2 separate regions of the Mus musculus genome follow, and region 1 is linked to region 2. A link is a contact called in public HiChIP or PLAC-seq data. All regions are on one chromosome and are shown on one strand. The core of a region is the stretch at or near the end of the contact, and the rest is flanking DNA. Distances in the headings are between cores, read along the strand shown.

Evidence for each region. HiChIP or PLAC-seq counts read pairs in DNA pulled down with a chosen protein or histone mark.
Region 1: a contact with region 2 is called in an H3K27ac HiChIP or PLAC-seq map of embryonic stem cells, with 6 read pairs. The contact joins the promoter of Smarca5 here to the enhancer-like site in region 2. A contact is called at or near these places in 11 of 39 promoter capture datasets (the C10 cell line, the HPC-7 cell line, cranial neural crest and 8 more), 3 of 484 Hi-C or Micro-C datasets (bone marrow-derived macrophages, cumulus cells and olfactory sensory neurons), 10 of 115 datasets of contacts at active chromatin or transcription factors (acute myeloid leukemia, bone marrow-derived macrophages, cardiomyocytes and 7 more) and 3 of 9 other capture datasets (adipose tissue, embryonic stem cells and liver).

What each region holds. Positions count from the first base shown.
Region 1 is chr8:80,738,059-80,740,758 of GRCm38.p6, forward strand. It overlaps Smarca5 (SWI/SNF related, matrix associated, actin dependent regulator of chromatin, subfamily a, member 5), which reads right to left and starts at 1,401. Exons shown (of 24, transcript NM_053124.2): 1 at 865-1,401. The coding sequence starts at 1,038.
Region 2 is chr8:79,740,362-79,743,061 of GRCm38.p6, forward strand. The region is part of intron 4 of Anapc10 (anaphase promoting complex subunit 10); the gene reads left to right. Among named protein-coding and RNA genes, the nearest start is that of Anapc10, 30 kb to the left of the region's middle. Within about 2 kb of position 1,255, at least 3 of the 459 cell types and tissues checked have an H3K27ac peak or open chromatin away from gene starts, as enhancers often do. A contact at or near this core is called in embryonic stem cells, where this site is marked.

The DNA of each region.
Region 1 (2,700 bases), core at 151-2,650, 1.0 Mb after region 2:
AAACTCCCAGGAGTCTTCCTTCAGACTGGAACTACAGAATACCTCAAAACAAGGCCAAGGCCAAGAATAAAAATTGGAAGCAGTAACTTTGTTCCCAGGCAACTCAATGCCTGGGAGCATGTCCAAAGAGACCTGCCTGGCAGCTCCCCCATTTTCCACTCTCTCCCCGCTTCCTCCAGTATTGTCACCATCATCTGGCCCACTGGAGCCCCAAGAAGGTGGTTCAACAGCGAATCCTCCGAATGGCTTCAAAAGGAAGCAATGCGCAGAGCTAGAAGCCCATCATCCTTCCCCGAGGCTCCCATTCATTCAGTTCTCCATGCATACACCCGTAATTGGATGGGGATCCAGGACAGGTGCTGCGGCTGTCACGCTCGTTCCCCTCCCGGTGGAGCAGGGCCCGGGAGGGGCTTCCCCTCGTTGCACACAAGCAGCTGCGCCCCGCTTATCCCCACTGCGCACTCGGCCCTCCAGCTCTCGCCATTGTCTCTGCCCAGAACAGACAGATGCCGCCCCCGCCAGCACGGGGATGAGGCACTGGAGGCGCAAGTCCCCAGCTGCGACGCTGGGAAACGTCGCCCCTCGCCCCGGGAATCCCACTCCGGAGGGGCATCTCCCTCGCCTTCCTCAAAGTTTAGTGCAAACTAAAACCTAAATCGGGAGAAATTGAGCGAGTTCTGGGGGAGCCTGGCAATGGAGGAAACGGGTCCCCTCGGCCCCAGTAATCAGGAACATGTGTTTCGTAAGAGCGATCCGCGGTCGGGCTAGGCTAGCTACACCGAGGGGAAAAGGTAAAGGTGAAGAGCAGGAGACGCGCCGGCCGAGCATCCACCTCCCTCCCTCCCCGCGCACGGCCGCGCTCACCTCCATCTCGGTGTCCGCGGGGCCCGAGCCCGCAGCACACGGAGCCGCGGGCGCCGCGCCGCCCTCGGGGCCGCCTTTGTTGCCGCTGCTGCTCCCGCCGGCGCCCGCCGCCGAGGGCTTGGAAGGCGCGCTCTCGGGAGGCGGGGGCGGCGGAGGCTCCACCGCGGACGACATGTTCCGGCTGCGTCACCCGCCGCGGCCACGGGCAGGCGCGGCGCCGAGGGAAGCGGCTTGGGCCTGCGCGACACGGGCGTCCGGGCCGCCGGAGGAGTGAGACCTGCCCGGAAGCTCTCACGCGCGAGGGCTCCGCCACCGACCCGAGCCGGCCCAGCCGCGCCGCTCGCCTCGCCGTCCTCTTCCGCGGGACTCTGCTCCACAGGCGTTTACCTCACGGCGGGAATCACGTCGACGGGAGTGGGCGGGGCCAGCGGGGTCACGGAGGTCAGGGAAGGCGGGCTGACTCTGAGGAGGCGGAGGGCCGAGGGAAAGGGAAAGGAAAACGGAAGGTTCTCAGAGGCCTCCCGGCGCCTTCTCCTCTCCGGGAGTGGATTCTCTTCTCCAGCCAACCAGGACAGCTACCTACGCCACCCGCTCTCAACCCTCGCGAGATCGCTCGTTCCCCCTTAGAAGGCCGGCTCGCGAGGGCGCGTGCGCATGCTCCTCCTTGGCCCCGCCTCCTCCAGGCCTCTAGCGGGCTGTGGAGCCGAGTGGGCGGGGCCTCGAGGAAGCGCGTCGGCGGTGCTTTGCGCCTCCGCTCCTCCGAGTGACGCGAGCTGGGTCTTCGGCGCTCCCGTAACGGCTCGGCTCGCTGTCTTCCGCCGCGCTAGGGCTCCCTCTTGGGAACGGCGCGACTGTTAGGCAAGGAGCAAAGGCCTGGGCTGGCCTTCGTCGTCCTGCCGCCTTCGCTCACGGGCGTGACGTTAAGTGACGTTGGACGCCTGAGAAGAAAAATCACCTCAGAATTAAAAAGTCTGCGTGTTCGCTCCGTCAGTCGGCTTCGTTTAGAGAGTTCGGCGTTTGTCAAGTTCAAGTTAAGACAGAAGACGCGCTGCCCTGTTAGAATGGCAGCAGATAAAGGCAGACAAATGATGGCGAGTTTTCGCATGAAACAAATACACATTTGTCTCAAGAAGTGTTTACCAGGCGTGGTGGCGCACACCTTTAATCCCAGCACTACAGAGGCAGAGACAGGCGGATCTCTTGAGTTGAGGCCAGCCTGGTCTACAGAGCGAGTTCCAGGACAGCCAGGGCTACACCGAGGAAACAAGTGTTCGTTATTCGTGTTGCTTCTTTATCCTGCCTTAGGCTGTCATGGAGGCTACTGAATCCTACGGAATATAAACACTGTTCCATTCATCCCCCACCTACTCCCAGGCACAAAAGATCTTTATCTTAATTAATCCCATTATTTAGTCCCCACCTATGTTGAATAAAAAGTCTTTTCCAGAGTTACTTTCAAACTTCTTGGAATAGATAATATTCATATATAATTTCAAATGTTTTAACCAGTCGAATAATCGTTAACTAAAATGGAGAACCTGAAAACGCTCTCGTTTAACATACTGTAGCTCATTTGGTGAGTTGTTGGGGAGCATACATGAAATCCTGGGCTTGAGTCCTAGCACTATTTAATCTGGATGCCGTGACTCGTACCCCAAATCCCAGCACTTAGAGAAGTGTAGGCACGGTCATCCTTGGCTACTAGGCCAGCCTAGACTAAAAGACACTAAAAGTGTCTCCAAAAACTAATAGATATAAGGAGCTGGAAGAGATGGTTCAAAGGTTAAGAGCACTGGTTCAATTCCCAGCACCCGTATGTCAGCTCATAACTGTTAA
Region 2 (2,700 bases), core at 5-2,504:
CCTCAGGTCATATCCATCTCATTTTGGAGATTATCAAGTAGGTTATGATGTTGGCTAGTAGGACCCAGAGATATTCTTGTCTCCACCTCCCCAGTGCTACAGATTATAACAAACATGGCAATGTGTGCAACCTTTTTATGTGGACTCTGGTGGGGGCGGGGGGATCCAACTAATTTTCTTGTGTTTTTACTTTAACTAAGCACTTTACCAATTCTCTAAACACTATCTGTCTGTCTGTCTGTCTGTCTGTCTATCTGTCTTTTTCTTTCTCCTTCCTTCTTTCCTCTCTCCTCATCCATCTCCTCTTGTTCTTCTCATCATACGATTTTTTTTCCTTTCTTCTGTACTGAAAACATCTTAAAGTCTACCATTTTATTGGGCCAGTGAGATGGCTCATTGGCTAAGGATGCTTGTTAACAAACTTAATGACCTGAGTTCAGTACTGGAGACCCATATGATTGGAAGGTGTCCATTGCTGTGAAGAGACATCATGACCAAGGCAACTCTTATAAAGGACAACGTTTAATTAGGGCTGGCTTACAGGTTTAGATGTTCAGTCCATTGTCATCATGGCAGGAAGCATGGCAGCATCCAGGCAGGCATGGCGCTGGAGGAGCTGAGAGTTCTCTCTCCATCTTGATCTGAAAGCACTCAGGAGAAGACTGGCTCCCACATAGTTAGGAGAAGGGTCTTATTGCCCACACCACAGTGACACACTTTATCCAACAAGACCACACCTCTTAATAGTGCCGCTCCTTGGGCCAAGCATATTCAAAACACTACAGGAGAGAGAGCTGACTGCCACATATTTTCTTCTCATCTCCCCCCAGACATACACAATAAATAAGTAAATGTAAAAAATTTACTGTCTTAGTAATTGTCAATTATAAAATAATTATTGTCCATAGTTACCATGATATACAGTAGGTCTCTTGAGCTGATCTTCCCATCTAACTGAAATTTTGTTTCCTTTTGACTAGCATCTTCTTAACCCCTATATCACTAATCTCTGGTACCTACCATTCTACTTTCTGATTTTATGTATATGTGTGCTTACATTTGTTTCTTTTGAATTTTATTTAGTATACAAACTATTAAGTTTCATTATGGTGTTTTCAAACACAGTTGGTTTTTATTAATCCTTCTCTCCCCTCTTCTATCACATTCCTTTCCTACTCCTTGTACCCTTTCACTGAAAAGGTGCACATAGGAACTTTGGGAAGGTCATGAAACACTCTGTCCTCTGGAAGGGAGAGGCTAATTAGCATTTCACAGACCTGCAGGTGGGGACACATTCTGCAGGACTGACCCTTTGCTCACCTTCAGACAAGGGAAGTCCTTGTCACCTCATTCCCTAAAGATCAATCAGTTTAAAGGGTGCACTGTTCCATGCCCCTGGAAATCATATTTAAAACTTAGCGACTGGGTACTGGTGGACACCACCTCTCCTTCAGAGTCTGGGATGACCCCAGTGCACTGGAACAATAAGTTCCTCTTGCTTTTTGCATGGATCCTGGCTCCATGCAGTTCATTCGGGGTCCCCAATAAGCTAAGGCTCCCCAGAGTCTTATATCACCTCAGTAGCATTTTGCCTGATTTCACATCATGTGTGCTCTGCAGCTCCCTTCCTGTTCCTTAATCCCTGTTGTCCCCTCCTGTGGTGTTCCCCATCCTGGTTATGTGATACCCACATATCTTCATAAGACACTTCAAGCTAGGTTCCACATGTGAGAGAAGGCAGACAGTACTTGTCAGGTCTGGATTATTTTGCTGTCTTAGTGTTACTATTGCTGCAGTAAAACACCATGACCAAGAAGGAAGCTGGGGAAGAAATAGTTTATTTGGCTTACACTTCCACAGCACTGTTTATCATGGAAGGAAGGCAGGACAGGAACTCAAACAGGGCAGGAACCTGGAGGCAGGACCTGATGCTGAAGCCATGGAAGAATGCTGCTAACTAGTTTGCTCAGCCTGCTTTCTTATAGAACCCAGAACCACCAGCCCAAGGAAGGCTCCACCCACAGTGGGCTGGGCCATTCCCCATCAACCTTTAATTAAGAAAATGCTCTACAGGGTTGCCTACAGCCTGGTCTTATGAAGACATTTTTTAAATTGAAGTTCCCTCTTCTCAGATGACTGTAGTTCATATGAAATTGACATAAACTCACTCAATATATTTTTACATCCATCAATTTTTCTGAGAATTATATTTTCCTTTGTGCCTGAATAAAATTCCATTGAATACATATACATTCTCATAATCCATTCATAATAGTGGGCATAAAGGCTGGTTCTGTTTTCTTGCTATTGTGAATAGAGCAGCAATAATTAGGGATGTTCAAGTGTCTCTGTGGTAGTTTTTATTTCACATTAGTAATATTCACATGTAGTTACTTCACCCTGATTTTTAAAAAACGATCCCATTAAAATAATACAGTCTTTGACTTACAGCTTTTCAATTTGGACTGAATTAACTAGCCCAATAGTAGATGGGCTATTATTAAATAACTTAACTAATATTAAATAACTGAATTAAAAAACAACAGGAAAAAAAGAGTAGAATGTTCTGTAAGTTCCTGCTCTTGGCTCTGCCTCTCAGTTTACTCATGGTGCACCTGAGCAATATGTGCTGTTTATACAAGATCCTTATTTTAAATGAGAATTGTGCATGACCCTAGCTTTTGACATACTTCTTGAGAT